2 separate regions of the Sus scrofa genome follow, and region 2 is linked to region 1. The links are chromatin contacts, called in public promoter capture Hi-C maps. All regions are on one chromosome and are shown on one strand. The core of a region is the stretch at or near the end of the contact, and the rest is flanking DNA. Distances in the headings are between cores, read along the strand shown.

Region 1 (4,225 bases), core at 1,190-3,689:
GTCCCCCGGGCTCCCAAAGCTTTACCTAACCTAACCCTAACCCTCCTCCCCACCCATAATCTCCTTAGGTTATTGCTGCCTTGCTCCCTCTCTAACCCCGAAGCCCCTCAGAGTGGATGCCATGTCTGTGTGGTCCCCTACTGTCACCCCAAGACCCAGCAGAAAACCTGGCCCAGAGCTGGGACACAAGGACCACTTCCTGAAGGAACGAGCACCCCAGAAGATGAAGGAAGATATGGCGGCTCCGAAGCTGGCGAGACCTTGATCCAAATCCACCGTCTCCTACCCTTGGCAGCAAACAGCTTAATCTTGAGCCCCCCGCCCAGACCTGCCATCCACAGAACAGAGGCGCCAACTTCATCTCACTGCTGGAGGAAGCACGAAGCCAGGAGAGGTTTGCAGGCTGTTCAGGCCCCAGGAGGCACACGGGGCTGTGCAAAAGCACACCTCTCCTCCTCACCCTACCAGGCCAATGTTTAAGGCTGGTGTCCAATGAGGATGCTGGGCGGGCCCCTGCAGCTCCCAGCAGCAATCCCTCCTGGGTTTCGGCCCTCTGAAATCCACTGGCACTGCGCAGGTAACTCGGCCGGGGCGGTGAGCCAGCACTCGCACTGGGCCTGGCTCAGCATCTGGGCAACAACCCACCACCAGACTTTGGATCCCATCACCACCACCAGGGCTGAACCTCTCCCTCAGCTGATCCCAATGCTAGGTGTTCCCTCCAGCCTTGGCGAAAGGCCCCGAGAGCTCTCGGGACAGCAACTTCCCTGAGCTCTGCTCTGGACAGATGCAGGCATCTTCCTTCAGGGGGTTACAAAGAGTCTGTGAAACTACACATCCAAGGAGCCCAGTATGAGGCAGGATGGGATATATGCATTGGTCTCCGGCTTGTTCATCAAGCAGGAGGACGGACAGTTAGTCCTCGTCCTTTGATGGTGCCACGCAAAGTCCAGAACGGTATGTGTGCCAACCGAAGGGCTCCCACAGCCCACGTCTTAGTGAGGTTTCTCTCTTGTTGGATCTAGGACCAATGGTGGCTGCATGTTTTCCCACAAGGTCCAGTCCAAGTTAGTGGGATCAAAGATCTGGACTTCATCTCTAAAGGGCCCCATGCCCGGGACAACCAGTCTCAAGGCAAGGCATTGCCCAGCTAGCAAGCATTCCCTGCAGTCCGTTTTCATCCCAAGACCAACACAAACCTACACACAGGGAAGGTCGGGGAAGAGACAAAAGTCCTCGCCAAGATCCTGCAGGACCCAAGCTGCCAGAGCTGTAGGACCTCTGGAGAGCCGCTCGCTTGCAAGCGGGAGAAGTCAGCATTTAAACGCCATTCAATAAAGCAAAAGCTGTTACGGGGCTCAGAGAGGGTAAGCAGGCAGGAGATATGTGTGCAAGGGGTGTCAGCGAAGTCACAGAGTTCTGGAAGGTCAGAGTTGGCTAGATCCTTTGAGACAGCGGGGAAACTGGGGCCCAGAGAGCGCATCCCTGCTGTACCTCAGGGCCAGTCCTAACTCGCTGATGCTTCAAATGGCTTCCAACACGCCCAGGGACTAAATTAACCTCACTCACGTGTATAATGAGAGAAGAATCAGACCTGAATAACCAAGATTCTAAACGGAGAAAGACGGAAGACAAGCCCTCGCGGCCTCCCAACCCGCCAGCTTCAGGAATCCTAGCTCCTTCCCATTCCAGGCGCCTGCATGGGGGGAAGCCTCCAGTGTACCGGCAAAGTCCGATTCGCCACCTGCGCTGGGACAGGTGGCAAAGCGATCCGCTAGAGAGAAACTCGAGGAGGAAGGGCGGCCTGGAACGGATTCCCAAGAGGGCCAATGCAAGGCGGGCCGGGACACGTGACCGCCTCGGGCGAGATTCCACAAGGACACTAGGGAGGTGACACTCTGCCCGCCGCAGCCACTCAACCCGCGAGTGCGGGCCCCCACCCCGCCGCAAGATGCAGACCCCTGGGGGAGCCAGACCAGGGCCAGCTTGGGCTAACCTAGTCACTGACAGCCGAAGTGGCCAATCAACGTCGGTCCGCACCACTCTCCCCTCCTCTCGCGGGGCCTGTGGCCAATGGGGCTCCAGGACGCTCTGAGAGCCGCGGCTGCCAGACCTGCCTAGCGGAGATGCAAGCACCCCCCTCGGCGAGGGCCGCGGCTTCCCCCGTGGCCCGCTCCCTCTTCTCACCTCCCAGGGACGGCAGAGGAGGGCTGGCCTGAGCACTGCCTTCGCCGCGCCGCCTGCAGCCGTCGCCACCTTCAGCGCCATGACAGAAAGTGAGAACCGCAGCAGGTCTCGACCCTCAAATGCCACTCTCGCGAGAGTTCACCGGAGCGCGCGCTCCGGGGAGTGGGCGTGGGCCCGGCCGAGCGCACGCACGCGACCGCGCCGGTTCCCACGCCCTCTTCCGGCTCCGACTGCGCGGCTGTGGCCGCCATTTTGCGGGGGCGGCCCGCCGGGCCCCGGGTCCGGGGAGGGGACACGTCAGTGCCGCCAGTGACGTCACCGGCCCGCCGGCGCCAGATTGGCTGCTGCGGTCGCTTACGCGTCGCGCTTCCTCGTCTGCTCCTCGTGTTCAGGGGAGTCGCTCTCTTTTTTCCTCGGCAGAGAAGAGGCGATGGCGGCGCTGGCATCTCTCGGCGCCCTGGCGCTACTCCTGCTGTCCGGCCTCTCCTGCTGCTCAGGTAGCGGCCTGGCCGGGGCTCGTTTCTGGCGAGCCTCTCTCCCACGACTGGTGGTGCGTCGGGGGAGGACGGGTGCGGGCGAAGCGGGGGTCTGGGCCTTCTTCCTCCGAGAGGCAGGTGGTCTCTGGTCGCGGCGGCCGGGGCCACTACGCGCTCCTGCCGTACACGTTTGTCCAGCAGCCAGGCTGCTGGAAGAAACAGCCAGATCTTTCCCCTGTCTGCTCCCGCGAGGAAGAGTCCCAGAGCCTCTCCCGTGCGCCTGGCCCCAGCTCCAGCAGGGAAAGTGACACACGTCCCTGCTCCCACTTCCAAAGCTCCTGGTCCCGAAGGGGGGTCGAACTGGAGCAAAGCTCTGCAGCGCGGGGTGATCGGACCGAGAAACTGGGCTGGTGGAGAGGAACCACCTGAGCCGGTGCGGTGGGGCCAGGCCTCCTCAGGAAGGGAGCGCTGAGTGACGAGAGGGGGCAGGGACGGTCCAGGCAGAGGGGCCGAGAGTGCGGGCGAGTTCGAAAGGAACTGAAGAGGGAAAGATGAGCCGGCCTAGGGTGCCGGGCCAGACGGCGTTTATTTTCTTCCCTTGGCCTTGATGTATCCTTATAGGGCTCTTCAGCAGAGCTGAAGCACAGTCACATGGATTAACATGCTTGGGAGATTAACACTTAGTGGCAGGGTTGAGCTCAGACTGGAGTCCAGAAGTGTGTAGAGCAGGAGGTCTTTGCAGGAGCCCCCACTGGGCCTCGGGGCCTGCAATGGGTCAGGGCCACTTTTGTGCATTTATCATACCTGCCCTAGTTCAGGCCAGCACCCTTGGTGCCCGGAGTGTCTAACCAGCCTAAGTGGCCTCACTGCCTGCTCTCTTCTCATGTGCTCATCGGGAATTCCCACGCCATGGCCAGTGATACCTGGAGAGGACAAACCTGACTCTAAAACCCCTTGGTGCTCCATCGTGTCCTTAGGGAAAAGCTTAGCAAAGCAGAGAAGGATCTGTGAGCTGGGGCTCCTGAGAGCCACCTGCCCATGTCCCCAGGCATCTTCCTCCTACCATTCCAGACCCATAGCCTCCTGCCTCGGCCAAAGTCATGGCCCTGCCTGGACACCACACTCCAGCAGTTGGCGCCTTGTGGCTTAGATGGCGCCTCTCCTTCCTTGCGGCCTCTAGCAGCGTGGCCGTGGCTAAGGCAGGATCTTTTCTCTCTGGGCAGCCCTGTTCAAGGGGACACGCCGTACCTCTGGATCCAGAACCTCTCCCATTTCCTTTCTTTGGGAAATGCCAGGGCCGTCTCGGTCTTCTGACAGTGTCTGGGGCAGAGACTTCATTTTGGAAGCCCCCCCGTGTTGCCAGCAGCACCGTGCTGTGTGGCTGCCGAGACACACTCAGTCAACTGTCCAGGGCCATGCGTGACTCTGAATTGAGGTCAGCCTGGCCCCCGGGCTTCTGGGGTGCCCCAGGCCAGGGCAGGCTGCAGCCCTAAACTGTTGCATGGCTTCCCTGTCTAAGTCCAAGCACAGAACTGTGCAGTGAATCCTTGCGGCACGCCCCC
Region 2 (4,225 bases), core at 694-3,193, 130 kb after region 1:
AGCGTGTTAGGAACTGGCACTGTCCCTGCAGCGGCTCGGGTCGCTGCTGTGGCAAGGGTTTGATCCCTTGCCTGGGAACTTCCACCTGCCACAGGCCAGCCCCCCCCCCAAAAAAAGAAAGGAGCTCTCAAGCCATGGAAGCAGGTGGAAGAAACTTCAACGCACATGACTAAAGTGAAAGGTGGTTTGAAAAGGCTACACACGGGTTCTAAACATATGGCCTGGGAAAAGCAAAACTGTGGAGAGAGGAAAGAGATCAGTGGCCACCAGGGCTGGAGGGAGGAAGAGACGGCTGTGAGGAGCACAGGGACTTTCAGGGCAGTGACACTGCTGGGCCTGACACTACAGTAGGGGCACAGGTGCTGGGAGCCATCTGTCCACAGAGGGCAGAAGGCAGAGACTGTGGACTTCAATGTAGCAATGTCGCCTCACCACCTGTAACAAATGTCCCGCAAGATGTCAAGGATAGGAGACTAGAGAAGAGGGGAGAGGTCACATGGGAACCCTGGACTCGCCCCTCAGTTGCTTGTAAAGCCACAACTGAACTAGAAACCAACCAACCAGCCCACCCCAGGCACAGCATCCCGAGTTGGTGCTCCCCCCTCTCCCCGGCCCAGGTCAGGCGCCAGGCTTCTCTCTCCATCCTTTGGTGACTCACATTTTGGCCAGGACGTACCCCACAATCTTCCCATTCTCATCCTCGGCGATGTAAGAGAGCTGGGTGACAGCAAAGAGAAGGCAGAAAACAAACGCCTGTCAGAGCCGGAGGCGCCCTTGGCGGACACCTGGCCCGACCGCCTGCCTCTTACCGTGTGTGTGACAGACGGCAGCCAAGCACAGGCGGGGAGCTCAGTGACAGTTCCTGAGCTCTGGCCCAAGTGGCTTGGTTTTCCCGCACCACACTGTGCCCTGGTCCCTAACCCAGAAGGGGTGGACAGGCACAGAGGGGATCCCTACCTTGGCCCTGTTCCTCCGCCCTCTTCAGGCACCTCTCCCCCCCCCCCCCACCCGCAGACACTCAGGGCCTGTTCACCCCTTCGCCCCGCTAGGGTCTTGACGACCTTGCCTGCCCCTCCCAAACTGACCCAGGCTGGAATTTCCTTGGTCTGGTTTCCGCCATCCCTAAATGCAAAAGCTGCCCACCTGGGGCCAGGAAAGGCCGTGGTAGAAGTAATATTTCATCTGGTAGTTCTCCGGCAGGCACAGGAGGTTGCAGTGCTGCATGTTCATCAGGTCCTCTGGCTGCGGGGGAGGAGGGCAGCGGAATGCGGTCAGGCCAGGGGCTGTGGTGACTAAGTAGGCCTCAGACCTGTTACAACTCTGCTGGCTGTCTACTCACCCCCCCACCCCACCGGGCTGGGCGGGCGCCGTGACTATCTGTCTCTGCACAGGCCTGGCTCACAGCCACTGCGCAAAAACTGACTGTTCCAGGAATGAACGTGAGCGCCAGGAAGCTCCCAGACACCATCCAGCTGCGCCCCGACGTCCCGGAAAGAACGGGTTTGCAAGCCCCGGCCCTGCGCCCCTGGCCTCCTATTCGCGTAGGTCCAGTCCCACCGGCTTAGTGGCCTTCACTGTGCCGCGCCGGTCGGCCGCTGGCGCGCAGAGCGACTGGCCCGGGGCTCGGCTGGGCCCCTGGGGAGCATGCGCACGCGGCCACCGGGCCCCGCTCCCACGCGGCGCGGACAGCCTCCGGCCCCGGCCCCTCACCCTCGCATTGCGGATGTTCATAACGGCGGCGGGGCTCGTGGCTCCCAGCGGGTCGTGAACGCGCAGTCAGCTGTCGCCGCGCTCCGGAGCGTCGCCGGAGCTGCCAGGGCACGGCTGGGACTGGAGCTGGGTCCGGGATCGCGGGGGCGGTGGCGGAAGGGGCGGTGCGCACCGGGCCCGGCCACCGGCCGGAAGTGCGCGCCGCGGGCCCGCCCTCTCGGCCGCTTGGCCAATGCGCAGGGTGGGCCAAGGGCGGGGCGGGGCCTCCCCGCGGGGCGTGACGAGGCGGGGTCTGGTCGGGCCAATGACCTGGCGGGCCCCGGGCCTTGTTGGCAGGGTGGGCGGGCCCAGCGCGCGGGGCGGGTCACTGTCCTGGTGAGCAGGTGCCCTCTGGCCAGCGCGGCGGTCTCTCCCTTCCCGAGACCCAGAGACTCTCGCACACGGGCTATGGTGCAGGCTCAGCTTTATTCTGCGCTTCGGCGGGCGGGGTCAGCGGGCGAGGACCGGGCGCCGTAGAGCCTAGGCGAGGCGGCTCAGCAGGGCGCTCAGCATCTCTTCGCACATGGCAAGGCACCGCGGCACGTGGAAGCAGCCTGCGCAGAGGCAGGACGGCGGGTTGGGAGGGCCAGGGGCAGCCGAGCGCTCCGAGCCCCTGAAGCCCTGCCGTATCTCCCACTCACCTTTAAAGGGACCCCCCTTGATAGTGAGGGCAACCTTCCCCTCTCGGTTCAGGTAGCCAAACCATTCCCCGTACTCGGGATCACGAAACTGCAACAAGGAGGAAGTGACAGGTGGTGCCTGCAGGAGCCGCCCCGACGCCACAGGCCCTGGGGAAGGGGCGTTCCCTGTCCCCACTAAACCGCTCCACAATCAGTGCTCCTAAGTGAGTCCCGGACAAAGGTGAATGCGAGGGCTTTTCCTTTTCCTTTTTTTGCAGGTGGGTGGGAGTCTGCACCTAGATAACACTGCTTGGGAAAGAGGCCACAGGCTGTGAGATGAAACCTTGCAAGTTGGAATAAGAAATTCTCTATCATGATTGCGCTGGTGGTGACAGATATACACATTGTCATGTCTCAGTGAACTAAATGCTTACAATGGATACGTTTTAGAGTATATAAATTGTACTTCAATAATAACTGATTTAAAAGAAGGAAACAGGAATTCCTTTCATGGCTCAGCGGTTTATGAACCCGAACCCAACTAGTAACCATGAGGATGCAGGTTCTATCCCTGGCCTTGCTCAGTGGGTTAATTGGCAGATGCGGCTCAGATCTCGCATTGCTGTGGCTGTGGTGTAGGCTGGCAGCTGTAGCTCTGATTCGATCCCTTGTCTGGGAACTTCCTTGGCCCTAAAATGCAAAAAAAAAAAAAAAAAAAAAAAAAAAAGAAGAAAAAGAAACAAAGAAAACATTGATGATGGAAGCGCCCAACCCTCGTGTAACTTTATAACAAGTTACTCCCTAGGAGGTCCTGGTTCCCTGCTCCTCCGAGGCCTAATCTTCAGGCCTGTCTTCCAGGGAGATGAGATGGTGGGCATGTAGCAATGACATCTGACTCCGGCCCTGCACACCACAGGTCTCAAACACACTCCCCCTCCCCTGGAGCCACCCGAAGCCTGCCCCTGCCCCACAGCTCTGTTGATGCCCTGGGACTCCCTTCTCTCCTGCCCACATCCCACCGGGCACCTATCCCGTGGAGGCTTCTCCAGTTCCTTCCCGACACTCCAGTATAGACCTCAGACCCCTGGTCTAGGCCCTTCTCTTTCCTTTCCAGATAAGAGACTTGAGCAGAAGCCCTTCTCAGAAGGCCCAAGGAAGAAATCAACGATATTGAAGTCCCCTATCAAAATGTCGTCCTTGGAGTCCCCATCCTGGCTCAGTGGTAACAAACCGGACTAGGATCCATGAGGACGAGGGGTCGATCCCTGGCCTCGCTCCGTGGGTTAAGGATCCGGCGTTGCCGTGAGCCACGGTGTAGGTCGAAGATGCAACTTGGATCTGGCGGTGCTGTGGCGGAGGCCAGCAGCTGCAGCTCCAAATAGACCCCTAGCCTGGGAACCTCCATATGCTGCGGGTGCGGCCCTTGAAGAGACAAAAACAAAGACAAAAAAAAAAAATGTCTGTGTAAATGGGCGCCTGTGAGTTGGTGTACTCTTTTTTTTTTCTTTTTAAGGCCACACCTGTGGCAAACGGCAGTTCTGGGACTAGGGCTCGAATCGAAGCTGCACCTGCCGGTCACAGGCACAGCCACACGGGATCCAAGCCACATCTGCGACCTACACTGCAGCTTTCGGCAACGCTGGAACATTAACCCACTGAGCGAGGCCAGGGATCGAACCTGCGTCCTCACAGAGACAAGTTGAGGGAGTAAAATTTGTTCTGTATGTACTCGGTCTCTTTCCAGGGACATTGCTCAGTCCTTGTTTTTCGACTCCTTGATCTGACCCAGGAGGAAAACAAAAGATGAGTGTTTGCCCTGTCTGTAATGTCTGAATTTCTGCTTTTTGTATAGTCTG

Evidence for each region. Promoter capture Hi-C pulls out the DNA fragments that hold promoters and counts their contacts.
Region 2: a contact with region 1 is called in a promoter capture Hi-C map of fetal skeletal muscle, with 8 times the contacts expected there. The contact joins the promoter of NAA10 here to the promoter of SSR4 in region 1. A contact is called at or near these places in 4 of 5 promoter capture datasets (fetal liver, fetal skeletal muscle, liver and 1 more), 22 of 47 Hi-C or Micro-C datasets (alveolar macrophages, blood, embryonic fibroblasts and 11 more) and 2 of 2 datasets of contacts at active chromatin or transcription factors (alveolar macrophages and skeletal muscle).

The regions. Positions count from the first base shown.
Region 1 is chrX:124,535,106-124,539,330 of Sscrofa11.1, forward strand. It overlaps SSR4 (translocon-associated protein subunit delta), which reads left to right and starts at 2,440. Exons shown (of 6, transcript XM_003135482.5): 1 at 2,440-2,684. The coding sequence starts at 2,618. IDH3G (isocitrate dehydrogenase [NAD] subunit gamma, mitochondrial) reads right to left here and starts at 2,465. Exons shown (of 13, transcript XM_003135497.4): 1 at 2,188-2,465. The coding sequence starts at 2,268.
Region 2 is chrX:124,660,801-124,665,025 of Sscrofa11.1, forward strand. It overlaps NAA10 (N-alpha-acetyltransferase 10), which reads right to left and starts at 1,944. Exons shown (of 8, transcript XM_013986517.2): 1 at 1,711-1,944; 2 at 1,144-1,242; 3 at 659-717. The coding sequence starts at 1,731. RENBP (renin binding protein) reads right to left here. Exons shown (of 11, transcript NM_213900.1): 10 at 2,391-2,478; 11 at 2,157-2,303. The coding sequence ends at 2,230.